Regions from separate parts of the Rattus norvegicus genome. Here region 1 is linked to region 2. The links are chromatin contacts, called in public Hi-C maps. All regions are on one chromosome and are shown on one strand. The core of a region is the stretch at or near the end of the contact, and the rest is flanking DNA. Distances in the headings are between cores, read along the strand shown.

What was found. A called contact is a pair of places that touch in the nucleus more often than the background predicts.
Region 1: a contact with region 2 is called in a Hi-C map of the A7r5 cell line, with 2.9 times the contacts expected there. The contact joins two enhancer-like sites. A contact is called at or near these places in 7 of 12 Hi-C or Micro-C datasets (the A7r5 cell line, Schwann cells, frontal cortex and 4 more).

Annotation. Positions count from the first base shown.
Region 1 is chr5:118,098,976-118,103,156 of GRCr8, reverse strand. No RefSeq gene overlaps it. Among named protein-coding and RNA genes, the nearest start is that of Rps18l5, 12 kb to the left of the region's middle. Within about 2 kb of position 1,381, at least 56 of the 93 cell types and tissues checked have an H3K27ac peak or open chromatin away from gene starts, as enhancers often do. A contact at or near this core is called in the A7r5 cell line, where this site is marked.
Region 2 is chr5:118,028,745-118,033,099 of GRCr8, reverse strand. No RefSeq gene overlaps it. Among named protein-coding and RNA genes, the nearest start is that of Rps18l5, 82 kb to the left of the region's middle. Within about 2 kb of position 3,054, at least 36 of the 93 cell types and tissues checked have an H3K27ac peak or open chromatin away from gene starts, as enhancers often do. A contact at or near this core is called in the A7r5 cell line, where this site is marked.

The DNA.
Region 1 (4,181 bases), core at 132-2,631, 72 kb before region 2:
CTCAGAGCTTCAATGATTTCATTCTGAAAATGGGATTAAAAATGGAGACCCACATTTGTGAAGACAAATCAGATTATATACATCATGTAGTTAGCCCAGAGCCTGGAATGTAGAACGTACTTAATATTCATTCATGGCTACTATCGCCACCACGACCAACAGTTAGGATGCATTTCTATCCTTCCAGAGGTCATAGTATGTGATTTCCACTTGGTCACTGGGCTGTGGTCTGAATCTGGCGATTCAGATCCCAGTATTCTCAGAATCATAGTCCCCTGACATAATGAAGTCACAGCCTCATGCTGGACGGACCCTTTACATTAGACTTGTGGGTGTTAACGTCTAATGGGAGTTCCCTTTCGGCCAATAGATACTATCTTCACACATAGCTGTTGCTGGGAAACTCAGTAGCTGCATTATTGCACGCCTTGGAGTGCAATAGATTGGTTATATAGGATCAATACTGGATATCAACGTGTATTGATTCAAGGAACATGCACCTGCCTGAAGCTCACAAACACACAAGCTCAAAGACTTTAGGTTCTAAGAAACACTCACTTTTTAAAGCCAGTTGGCATTAGCTTGATTTTTGGAGCAAACAGCTGTATGAACAGCTGCTTTGGCTCAGAGAAGAAAGCTGGGACAGAAGCTCAGGGATCAACCACAGGTAGTTGGTGGGGCCAGTTACCTCCTTTAACCAGTCAGCTAAGAACATGTGTCAGGGCAGGCTAGCCTACAGAAAGAGGAAACGACTCTCTTCCCTTACAAAATAAACACCAAACAGGTCAGTAAAATGTAGGTCTGAACTAGGTCTATGACCACCAAACTGACATAGGAAAAGGCATTTAACTTTCAGAAACCTGTCTTTACTCGCCTGTAAAGGGAAGCTGTGGGATGAACTTGGCAGATGTAACTTACTGCTCTGCACACTGGAGAGGGGGTACTGCAGTAGTCTGTACAGTGCAGACTTACTGTAGACTTTACTAGCCATCGACAAAATGTCTGACAAACGTAAATGTAACTGAGATTTTTTTTTTCATTTTTTTAATTCATTAGGTGTCTGTTCTTTGATAGGCTGGTTTCATTCTTTGATTGGTTGGCTCGTTCATTCATCCGTTCAATCATGCCACAGTTGTCGGAGCACACACTCTTCCCTGAGCCTATACTGGGATCGTGGACTGCCTTTGTCCTCAGGTGGGGTTTATGTAAAGCAGTTAGATCAATTCCTAGGTCAGAGTGCAGGCCTTTGTTGGAAATGTTGTTGCTAGTGCCTGGGACCAGGTCCGGGCATCTCAAGGCAGATTGCTTTGGGGTCGCACTGACGCTTGCCTGGTCGCCGGTAGGTGGCGCCAGACGCCCTGGAGGAAGGCGCTGCGCCGGGCCCCACTGGCCTGGCTCCGCCCACCGCCGGGTCCGGTGCCTCCCGCTCCGCCTTCCGAGCAGTCGAGTGCGTCTGAGGCGATCCCGTGCCAGGCTTGGGGACGCTGCCAGGTTTCTCTCAAATCTTGGCCCTAACAAAGGGAAGCAAATTACAAAAATGGAAATTTTCAAACTAGCGTTCAGTGGTATTGAAATCGACGTTTGTGTAGCACGCAGGCACAGACCACATTCGTGCTATTTTGTGATTAAAACGATACCTAAAATACCTCTTTGCTTTAGTTTTCGTCTTCTAAAACGGCCTCTTCCCCCCTTCTAATTGCTGCCTTACTTTGGGGGAGCGGCGAGCCCCTGGCCACGGTAGAATTGCTAACATTTGCATCAGGACAGTTGAAATCTGGCCTGGGCTGCTATTCTCTGTCTCTCTCTGTCTCCCCCCGCACCCCCCGCCAGTCCCCATCCTTCCCCCTCCCCCCTGTCTCTTAGACTCCGCTGTTTCTGTCCTCTCTCCACCCCCCCACCCCCTTCCTCCTTTTCTTTGGGAGTTGAACTTTAACCTAACCGTGTGTGTACTTTCAGCCTGGGGGAATACAGATAAAGACATTTCTAGGCACTGTACCGGGAAGGTTTGAAGGTTTGTGTTTTGTGTACTTGGTTTCAAGTCTTAGGACAGCGTGTAAATCCTCAAGGTTCATCTTGATTCAAGCAGCAAAACCCGACCATGGCCTTGCCAGAGCTCTGGTTACCTTGCTCTCACATTAAAAAAAAAAAAAAAAAAAAAAAAAAGAACAAAACCAATAAAAACCAATGATTTTGAAGCGGGTGTTGAGCTGGGTTTTGAATGGATTTTACTTAACATGAAGTTGTATAGAGAGCCGACTGTGTCCTCTTGGCTTGTTTTTGCAGTTGCTAGACAGGCCCAGTCCCCAGTGGGCTTGTGTGAAAGGCGTCCTCCTCCCACCCCAGCTCTCCGCACCATTTCTTTCCTTGGAAGCTTTGGCTGTCTCCTTCTGCAGCTGTGTTTGCAGTGCCTGGAGACAGGTGGGGGAGTAGCCTCCCGCTGAACCTGCCAATTCCCTCTCCAAGGACTGTCTGAATAGCTATTAAAAATTAAAGGACACCACACACACACACACACACACACACACACACACACACACACACACACACACTTTCGTTCTTTGTTTTCTGATGGCGGTCACCGTCACACCAGGGCAATGGTACTGCTTTGCCTTGCCGACTGAGATTAAATTCTACAGTCCTTCTCTTGTCTGCATTTTCCAGCCCACAAGAACAGCCACTGGCACATCTTCTTGGACCCTCTAGAAGATCCGGGTTCTAGGAGTGGTCAAGTGTCCACCTAGAATGACTTTTGAGAGAGAGGCTCTTCCAACTCCAGGAGATAAACACAGGAGGTAAACACAGAGCCCATGAGATCACGGTTGCAGTTAGAGGCCCTCTGTTTATCTGTATTTGGGCCTCCAAACTAGAATTTTCTAGGGCAGGTGGTAAGTGTCTACTGCACACTGGTTAGAGTTTTACAGGTTCCATAGGAGAAGCAGAAGTCAGATTTTCATTGCCAACATGGATTCAGGACCTTCCACTCAGCCACCCTTCTGCTTTCACAGGGCTGTTGCCCCCTCTTAGAATTTCTCCTCATCTTCTCTTGATTAGCAAACTTTAGGTCTCTTTTAAGACTTCTTTCAAACACACCCTCTCCAGTCTATCTGTGCTTGGGTACCCCTGTGGAGTCAATAATCCTGTCATAAGTTCAATGTGACAAAGTGCTTGACATATCATGTGCTATGCTGATCTCTCTCTCCCTTTCCCTCTCTCTTCCTCTCCCTCTCCCCTCTCCTCTCCTTTCCCTTCCTCTCCTTCTCCCTCCCTCCCCCTTTCTTCCCTGAGAGAATATATTCTTTGCTCAGGCCAGGATCTCGTAGCCATCACATCAGAGATGCCCGGACAACTCTATGTGATGATAAGGAAACACACCTGGTTCTTAAATGGTCCCAAAGGGCCGCCTTGTTTTTTCTTGGGTTCTTGTTCCATTGGCAGGCATCTCTAAATATGTCTGTAGAGTGGAAAGGAAAATCTTCAAGGTTATGTTCACATGTGACTTTTCCATAGTTCAGGGAGAGTCTTCTAGTAATGAAGGTTTGATGAGCACATAGATGGAAACTCTTATGTCCCGGCATGAGCTCAAGCACAGGACCAACACCCTCTGAAGACTGAACTGAGAAAGTTTCAGGTACCCGTGTGTGCTCTAGTGTATGCTTAAGGGTTGGAGAAACAAGCTGTATTCAGCAGACTTGATTCACTCACTTGCTTAAGCTAGAAACCTGGAGATGTGCTTGAGACCCCTCTCCCCAACTTCTCACGTTTAGTTTCCAAGTCATGTCACTTCTTGGAAATACCCTCAGATCTCTTCACTGGTCCTCATCTCAGCTGTGTTCTAAGCCATTACCACTTCCTACTCAGTTGCAATGCCTCTCCATCTTCCTGTCTCACCGTCCTGTGACACTCAAGCAAGCCTTGTATAACCCCTTGCATGCCTTCGTGTAGCCCCCCCACTCCTTACCCCATCTTTTTGGCACCCTCAGTATATTGTGCTTCACGTCTTTGAACTTGGCAAACTCTCATTGGTTTTGAAGGCTTATCCTTGAGGTCTTCTGGGAATATCTCTTCTTCAGTGTTCAGTCTTGAAGAGCACATCTTTGGAGGTATAACCCATACTTCTCCCTACTCTATCCCTTCTGGATCAATCAGATAACCATTATTGTCGCTCCTGACGTCTGAGTCTT
Region 2 (4,355 bases), core at 1,805-4,304:
AATCCTTGTGTATATGATATTTCTGGTTCAGCCTAGTGAAGTAAGTAAAAGGAAAGGATAAGTTATCAAGAAAATGCATATGCCGGGTTTTAGTCATTATGTGTGTGTATGTGCATACATGTGTGCATGTGTGTGCCACACTATACATGTGGAGGTCAAAGGATAACTTTGAGGAATTGGTCCTCTCCTTCACTATGTGCCCCATGGATAGAACAGAATTCTCAGGGTTTTTTTTTTTTTTTCAAGAATCTTACAGGCCCAGCCACTTTCCAACCTGGATTGTCATTTTGAAAGGAACACTTTGACTGTATTCTCACAGATAAACCAAAGGAGGTGGGTGTGGGTGGGGAAGTACAACACTGAGCTAAGAATTACATGGAGGAAAAAGAATTAGGCTGGGGGGATCCAAATATGTGCGTCAGGTTATCCGCAGAGGTTATTAAGGTTATTAAGCAGAGAGGATGGCACGTGTGGGTGCACATGTGTAGTCTATTAATGTAGTCAGTACTGCAAAGGCCATCATTTCCGTTTGTTGTATATATACATTGTTGCATTTCATTAGTTTGATTGTTTCTCTTAAACATTCCTTCCTGAGGCTCAGTGGTAAGAGCATTTGATGCTCTTCCAGAGGACCTGGGCTTGGCTCCCAGCATTCACTAGGTGGATCCTAACTGTCTCCAAGTTCAATTCTAGGGGATCTGACACTCTCTCCTGGCCTCCAAGGGCACTGCATGTGTGCCGCACACACGTACACATAGGCAAACGCTCACACACATGCTGAAGGGGCAATGACTTAAACGCCTCAAGTGGACTGAGAGACCCTGGGCTGGAAGGCTGACTTCTGTGATGAGCCTATGGGCTGTGAGGTTCCTGATGCTTCTAATAAGGGGGCCAACAGACATTCTGACAATAGTATCAAGCACTTAGAGACGACTGGAGAATCTTCCATTCCCCACGTTCCCCCTTTTCTAGTCAATAAAAACCTGAGGCACTGCGTACAATGTGTGCACTGCAGACTCCGCTTCTACAGAGACCGTGGCCCTTCAGCTGTTTTGACTCAAGGGAACATTCTGTCTCTGGGGAGGCCCGTCTTCCTTTAACCTTCATGTAGCCTCCATCCAGCCTGATTTGACACATGCAACAAAAATAAATCTTAAAAAAAATGTGTTCTCTCTTGAGTTCTACCAGAGCACCAAGTACATGTAGCTGTGCTTTGCCTAACATGAAGGCTGATGTTGCTTGTTCAAAGCTAAGTGGAATGTTTAATTCAAGGACTTCTGAATGCGTTGTCATTCAGAGACCAGTCCTTTCAGGGACCATTTAGACCCAGCGCGTTGGAGTATGCCTTAAGCCAGTATCAGTGAGGTACACAAATGTAAGAGTTGGGCCCGGCGACATACAGGGAAGGTTATGCATGTGAAAGCAGAGATGGGAGCCACGGATCTGTAAGTCAAGGCACAGCTAAAATTGACAGCGAAACAGCAGCTAGGGAGCGAGGGGAACACTCTCCCCTTATTACCCTCCTCCCACCCCAAGGAAAAGTCTGCCCAGGCTACTCTGGGAAAGTGGCAAAAACATTTTTAGTCTGTTTGTGGGCACTCCACACAGGAGATAGAGCAGCCAAATCTTCCCTGACCACTGCTAGAAAGTCTGGCTTTGGGCATGAGAGGTTATACTTAAGTATTTAATCCTTTTATAACCGGAACACTATTGAAAAATAAGTACTGTAACCATATACATGCTACAGAAAAGCAAGTGAGAAAATTCTGCTGAGGAGTAACACAGCACACTGTATCACGAAGGATGAAAACTGTGGTTTTATATAATTGGCTGCTTTCTCCCAACCTAGGCTTCCCTGCTTCTTCCTTGGAACTCACAGTCAGAGAGACACTGACCCAGGGCACTGTTCCTGCTTGGGAATGTTTAGACAAGTTCCAAAGTGCAGCCCTAGATGGAAGGAAGAAAGTTACAACGTCCAGTGGCTGTCCTGATTCCAGAGTGTGACACAGAATCCACCGAGTCTCAGTGTGGTTTGGAAGGTTAAGTTACTAAGTGAAATCAACAGAACCCAAAGGAAACACATGCTTTTCAGTACTGAATTCACTTCACTTCCCAATCTCTCTCTCTCTCTCTCTCTCTCTCTCTCTCTCTCTCTCTCTCCTTCCCACTCTCCCCCTCCCTGTTTCGCACATCACACACACACACACACACACACACACACACACACACACACACACACACACACACACACACACACACACATTCTCATTCTGCAACCCTGGGGGAGAGAAGGCAGCTGCAGAAGCCAAAAACCCTCCCCAGCCCTAATTAAACCCTCCAAGTCTCCAGGCAACGCAGCTAAGGAAAAACATCATTTCCAAGCTGAAGACCCCCAGCCCCCAGCCCCGGCAAAGGAAACAGGTCGTTTGGTTTAATCAGCCTACGTGCACATTCTCTCTCCCCAGGTTGCCAAGACCGAGCCTGTACCTAGCAGAGGTATTTGTGTAATCAAAGCTTCTGGAACTTTCCCTGCCAAGGCTACCAAAGTGAATAGGCTCCTGAGGTAAAAATGTTCCCCTGCTGGGGACGGCGCCCTTGAAGTCTACATCAAAATCAAGAAAGGGTCACAGCTGTTGCGGCACCCCACAGCGGAAAACTTGCAAGAGATCCCAGCCTGCATCACTGCGCTGCTTCAGGTCGGCAGGAAACAGGCCCTATTTGCCTCAGAGAAGGGGGGTGGGGTGGGTGGGTGGGTGGAGAGACAGAGAGGGGGAAGAGACGGGGTGGGGTGGGAGAGAGACAGAGAGAGACAGAGACAGAGACAGAGACAGACAGACAGACAGACAGACACACACACACACACACACACACACACACACGGACACAGACACACACACAGAGACACAGAGAGACACACAGAGACAGATTGATTTTCAAAAAAGGCTCCATCAGTATCCTCTGAGACGGACGGACGAGACCCGCCCCTACATCTAGGAACCCCACCTCCAATCGAGTCAACCACATCAGTCTCCTGAGAGTTGAGTGTGCTGCACATTGGCCGAGAGCCACTAGATGGCAGCAGATTAACTCTTCAGATGCCAGAATGGGCTCTGGGTTGAGTCTGAGTCGAAGTAAAGGAAAAAACGAAGGCCTTTTTCTCCCCAATATTCTTGGCAAACGTTCTGCGAGAAGGGCTTTCTGGTGACCCCCTTGCATGGCGGCTGTGTACGCTATAGGTTTCATGACTTGCCTCATGGTTCCAGGACTAAAAATGCTTTAGGAAATTTATGCATGTTCAAATTTATTTTAATAAATATTAAGTATAATAACATGTGAATCCATTCCATTTTCTGGACCAGGGCCCTTGCCCTATGGGAAATACCAAGGGGAAGATGGCATTAAAAAAAACAAACAGTGTTCTTGTAGCTGGACACCTTGCAGGATACAGGGTTAGTTTTGCTATGGACAAATTGGAAATTAGAGAAGATGGAGTTCTACAAAACTTTGATGATGCCGGTTTTAGGCTTTTAGAGTGAGAGGTGCTCTAAAATGTGGGAGCTATCAGAAAGAAACTTGGCCACCAGGCCTAGAAGCAGTTGCTGCTTAGACCACAAGGAAACAAATCTTTCTCTGGGGCATTCTGGCGGCTGCAAAGAAGTCCCCTGCATCCCCACCTATTAAACTTCTGCCACAAATATAAAAATACAGTGGTGGTGATTGGAACAGGGGCCAGAAAGGTGAAAGAGATTTACTTCAGGAGGGAAGAGAGAGTTACCAGCCACAGGAGGAATAAAGTCAGGTGGGAGGAGCAGCAGCTGGGGGGAAAAGTTGTGCTTATGTGTGAAGGGTTTGGGAGACCACAGACATCTGAGGAGGGCAAGCAGGAGGAGGGAGCCATAGTGTGAGTGAGCTTTAGGACTCAGGTGGAGTGAAAGGCAACTGGAAGGTGTTGGCCGAGCAGTGGGGATCCCCTTTGATACAAGAGAGTTCAGCGAAGATGGAAATGCTCTCACAATTATTATTCCTTGGTCTGGAGGTTGCCTAAGACACAAGGCAGCATGGGTGGTAAAATGGACTCTCTTCACTCTCCTTAGCTGTCTAGGTGGTAGGGCACCAACTGCAATCTCGTCCTCCTTTCTAAATAAAATCTCTTTTAGTGGACACACAAAAACAAGGTTGACACTCAAGAACACACTTGCCCAATCCAAATTCTGGATGCCTCAAAGAACTTTAATATAGTTAGCATGGCCATTTGGAAATGGGGCTTTTGCTTAGGGTTATACAATTAGACATTTCATTGTCAAAGTTTTTTTTTGAAGCTATGGAGAGGTGGGAGAGTGAGGGAGAGAACCAGA